2 separate regions of the Zea mays genome follow, and region 1 is linked to region 2. The links are chromatin contacts, called in public Hi-C maps. All regions are on one chromosome and are shown on one strand. The core of a region is the stretch at or near the end of the contact, and the rest is flanking DNA. Distances in the headings are between cores, read along the strand shown.

What was found. Hi-C and Micro-C count contacts between places; a contact is called where the count stands out from the background.
Region 1: a Hi-C map of leaf shows a contact between it and region 2, with 7 times the contacts expected there. The contact joins the promoter of LOC100194197 here to the promoter of LOC100502393 in region 2. A contact is called at or near these places in 6 of 25 Hi-C or Micro-C datasets (ear, leaf and tassel).

Annotation. Positions count from the first base shown.
Region 1 is chr4:123,694,128-123,696,827 of Zm-B73-REFERENCE-NAM-5.0, forward strand. It overlaps LOC100194197, which reads right to left and starts at 1,313. Exons shown (of 2, transcript NM_001139242.1): 1 at 248-1,313. The coding sequence starts at 1,174.
Region 2 is chr4:123,535,148-123,537,847 of Zm-B73-REFERENCE-NAM-5.0, forward strand. It overlaps LOC100502393, which reads right to left and starts at 1,368. Exons shown (of 15, transcript NM_001367000.1): 1 at 1,246-1,368; 2 at 1,032-1,144. The coding sequence starts at 1,062.

The sequences.
Region 1 (2,700 bases), core at 63-2,562, 160 kb after region 2:
GTACATGAATATTATATTCATTAGCTGTGATGTTTCAAGTTAATGGTTCGGTATTAATCATAATCCATCCATCAATTCTCATAACAAATTATCTCCACCAAATAAACTATTTCATGGATCAATAGTCTTCTAGTCTTCGTATCAGTCATATAAGCTACTTATATGCTGTCTTGGACTACAACCAGAATCAGGTACATACATATTCTAATATAGCAACAGATGTGTTCAACAGTGGCGAAGAACTTACCTTATCATCAAACGCAATCTTAATCTGGGGCAAGCCCCTTGCCTTGCGCTTCATTCTGTACATCCTCCTCCCCAGCACGACCAGGCCAAGAAGTGCTGCGGCGATGGAGAAGGACCATACCGGCTTCACCTTCCAAGCACAGTAGTGCAGCAGCTTGAACGGCAGCTTCCACCAGACAACAAATTGCTTCTCCCCCTCTTCAGTACCTGCCGTGTGAGCCAGAGGCAGAGCACCATCCTTGACCTCTCCATCTGGTTCATCGCAACCAGTGGCAGCATTAACCTTGCTCCCTTGTTCCTGCTCTTCTTGTTCACCATGGATCTCATCACTTGACACAGCATCTTCAAGGCACGATCTTTCTACACCAGTACCAATTCCTCCATCCAATCGCACAAGGGAACTCTCCGATACCTCACCCTGGAGCGAGGCACCTGTACGTGTAGCTGCATCAGAATCCAGAGTTTCTCCCACGCCATGATACGCCGGCTGCAGCACCGGGCGCAATTCACCGCGGCTAAACACAGAATTACTCTCCTGCTGAATCTCAGCGGCTACCACCTCCTCTTGATTTCCATCTGCGCTGCGGGTCGCACTGCGCGCCCCTTCGCGGGCGTCATCCACGCCGCTTATCAGCAGCGGCTGGTTCCAAACACCAGCTGCAAGATTGAAACTTGCTTCCGGAATCGGATCGAACCCATCCAATAATTCTAATCCTTGCCAGGCGCCCCGGTCGTCCGACCACGAGCCCTCGCCGTCGCCAGGCCAGGCGGCTGCGGTGTCGGGGGTGAGAGCGAAGTGGTCGAGGACGACGTCGCCGCCCCCGCCAGAGACGATTAATACCTCATCGTCGTCGCCGCCCCCGCAGGCGGAGGTGGCAGAGAGCACCTCCCAGTCGCTGCTCTCCGAGGCGGCGTCCTCCATGGCCATGGTGGCTCTGCCGTCTGCGCCCGTCTCTTCGGGAAGGAAAGGGAAGTGGGGGAAGGGACAACTGACAAGAGAGGGGAACACGGCGGTGTGGGGGACTCGGGAGTGCCGACTGCCGAGGATGAAAGGAGGCGGGCACGTGGGACCCAGTACTGGCGGGACACGTAGCAGCCCAGCGTGTCGAGAAAAGCGAGCGACTGTTCATTTAGGAATTTGGAGTGGCCATGGCTTTTCTATGTCTATTTACTATATTCGGACAACTGGTAAAATAAGATTATATAAATAGATTGTAAGACCGAATTTAACAGTGCACTCATAAGATAATCTAAAATATTATTTTGTATTATAGACTTATTTTCGTCATAATTTAACCGGATTGGAAGTGGGTCGTGACTGAAATGGGCTTCAAGGGGCAATTAAGGAAAGTTTAAGAATCGGCCCCTGCACATGTATTTCCCAGTCCGAATCGGCCATGTATCTAGTAGGTTAGTTTAAGCGATAAGCTTAAAGATGGAAAGATAGAGTCCAACCTAGATGCATTAGGGTTAGTGGAGGTCACAAGTCTTTGGACTATAAATATATACCCTTGTTCACTCATTAGTGTGATCGTGAATCTTCACATGTTTGCAACCACAAGCTTTTGGCGCATCGTTGCCCCTGTTTTTAGGGTTTTCCATGGGTAAGTGACATGCCACCCTGACTACATCTCGCAATCAAGGTGATGTCGTTCTTATTCATCTATCTTTGTGTTTTTTGTACTAAAGCGTTTTTATGGCGAGAAGCACTAGTTATCATAGACTCTATGGAGTAGCAGCGACATTTTCACCATACACGCACGTCGTTTGCCGACCGTAAGCATCTAGTCGTCCTAGTGCACATTCTCGAGCGTGAGGGCGGCACCTTGCTCCGTTCCATCTAGTAGATCTAATCGGTTACGGTTAGTCCTTGTCCACTAAGGATATGCTTAGTATCTACATAATTAGGCCCTACATATGGGTCGGACATTCCGGTGATGTGTTGGATGCCCTACGTTTGCTTGAATAGGGATCTTTCCGGGGATCGGCTCTCGCTGGTTTTTAGGCCTCTGATCTGGCTAGCATTCTATCATTTGTCACGCTTGCTAGGCCCGACTACGCGCAGGATGTTCCGATTAGCTTGATGTGAGTAGGGCATGGTTTCGAATGCCATCAACTCTGTGTGTCTTTGATACATAGACCGAATCTGATCCCGAGAAACAATTGGCTCTTTATAGCCGATACAGCCCGAGGAGCCGAGCATAGCTCAAATCAAAGTTTGCATGTGTCTGTTTGTGCAAGAAACCGATTCGAAGCACATTGACATCTTCCTGACCAGGTATAGATCAGGTGGCACGCCTAGCGAACTTCAAAGCCAGGTCGTGTACTAGAATCTGGGTCACTGACCGAGGGACCGGTGCCCACCAACCGCTCTGAAAGCCTCCTGTCCCCTCGTGTTGCATGCCATCTCTCGCCGGCAAAGTCGGAAGACAACACATTCTGGCACGCTTGGGG
Region 2 (2,700 bases), core at 118-2,617:
GCATACATTGATTGAACTTAGCCTTTTATTTTGTAAGTTTTCACAGTGTAATTAGTCTATTTTTATAATGAATCAATTGAGTAATAATGACATAATCCTAATGAAGCAACATTCACACAGATCCAATAAAAAATCATATTTGTTTTAGGGAACTGCTTCACATGAAAACCATTGTACAACTCTGCTACAATACTTCCCGTCAAAAAAAAACTCTGCTACCATACATGTTTTGAGGGAAGTTTTGAGCCCCTTTGGTTTGAATTAAATACCAACCCAAGTACTTCACATAGTTGAGCAAACCATACAACTTTAACAACGGAATGCAGTGCACTACTAATTTGGCAAAAATAAGTGTACAGACCCACAACTATACATCTTTGTTTCCCCAAAGCCCAATCTCCCAGATCCTGCTTTCTAATTTACTGCAGAACAGAGAAATTGCAAATTGTCGGCAATGCGGTCAAAACAACAAGCCTATAACATCTACAAGAATTAAGGGCCATCTATGTTGCAGAAACAATTTTTACTAAACCATGGAAATTTTACAACGGACGACGTCATGATTACCAATTATAAAAGGAAACCAGTTTGCAGATCCACAGTTAAACAATTATACATTGCCCGCCTCAAATTTCATAGATGCAACGCATAAAAACGATAGGCAGACAACCCATTAAGTAGGCAGACTAGCAGAAACGCAAATTCACCCATGAACCGGTCAAAAGTCAACAGACTGCACCCCAAATGGCAAAGCTAAGAAGAAAAGCATTGCCGCCTATGGAAAAAAATGCACGCTCGTCCCAAATTGTACCGAATTCCATGCTTTTGCTCTTCTCCCCGCACGACGGGTCAACTCCCTAGGCCCACGACCCTCTGGACCTCTACACTCTCATCGATTCAGAGTCCACCCATCAGCTCAGGAGTTATTATCAGACAAAGGCCCAGCCGAAGCAACGCCGCAGACCGAAGAAAAAAAAAGGAAAAAACAGATAGAGAAGCGAAGGGAGCAGCCAGAGTGAAGGAAACAGAACCTGAGCAGCCCGCCACGCCGGCGCTCGCCATCTCCGCTGCCTCCGAGACGAGCCGCGAGCAGAATTCAGCTGGAGAGCACCGATCTGGTCACCCCATGCCGACCTACGGAGATCTGCGCGCGCAGCAGCAGCGACGTAGCCGTTAGACCCGCTGAGCCCGCGAAATTCAGGGTACCGGAGGAGCCGAAGCACGGGACTGGAGAGAGGATCTTACTCTCAGGAACAGGGGAGGGGAGGTCGCACGTGGTGGCTGCGGACGGGAGCCGAGCCTCGGCGGGAGGCGACCGAGGAGGGTGAGGACGGGGCGGCAGGCGGGGAGCTCTGGAGGGAGCGCTCGAGCACCTATGCTTTGCTGCTCCGGGCGGGATGGGGTGTGCGGTGTGGCTCCGTGGGCCGCCTTGGCTTGGAGTCGGGAGGTGGAGGTGGAGGCGCTGCTTTTTTTTACTAGCCGCAGTGGTACAGTGGTAGTGGTAGTAGCGCGAACGGAGAAGCGACGGACTCACGGACAGCGCGGGTGGGTGGCCCCGTGATCCGCACAGGCTCAGCGCGGTACAGCACCCGCACCTTTCGCTTCGGTTTTTCGAAACGGCTGCCGTTTCGTTGCTGTATCACATCGGTTTTGTGCGGGTTTCCGGGGGTTTTGCCGCGGCAAAGGAGTGGACGCAGTAACGCCGCCGGGCGTAGTAGAGTTGAGTGCCCACGGGTCCAGCTACGCTTAGGACTGTTTGGAAGACACAAAACCTTCTTTCTTATTCAATTTTGAATAAGAACAGGATTTTCTCTCCTCCAATCCCCTTCGGTATTTTAGCTTCCAAACTAGCCCTTACACGATGATAGAATACATTAGAAACATCTATGTTAAAATTATAGGCATTTTCTATATCATTTTAATTCCATAAATTAACATTATGATGATGACATATAAAAGATAATTAACTATAGAAATCGTGATCTCGAATATATCCATAAAAATATGGATCATGAGAACACAAAGCATATGAATCATATAAATCATATAAATATGATAAGCATATAAACTGACTGAACAATTGAAAATAAACAGATGGCAATATAAACAGCATGACTGCAAAATTAAAACAGACAGATATAATATATTATAATATGACAGAACAGAGCTACATACGACATATATAATATGCAGAATGTAAAACAGTAACGAACTGATTTGATCATACCCTCTCATGCGCTCCGAGGATCCTGATCCTTGTCCAACTTCTCTTGCCATCCATACGAGATAAAGACGCCAGGAACCAGTGAAGAAGACAACGACGGACGTTAGGCAGTCGCGAAGATGCTCCCCAAAAACCTAATTGCCGATCCCTCGAGCAGGGTCTCGAACGGCAAAGGCTTCGGAGGCACCTGCCCTCTTCGCCTCTCTGTGCGCGCAGAGCTACGAGATGGAAACACCCACACTTGCGCTGGACTGTGATTCTGAAGGTTCTGTTCTCGTGTACCAAGTGATAGGGGTTCTCCTCTACTTAACCTCTCGCAGAGGGAAGCTGAAGGAGAAAGGTCGCATGCTGCACGCCAAGGGACGGGCAGCTGAAGGATAAGGGTCTCGCATGCAGCTGACGAAGAGACAGACAACTGAACGGACTCCCGCGGTTAATGAGTGCTAAAACTTAACACAACCACACCACGCCTGCTC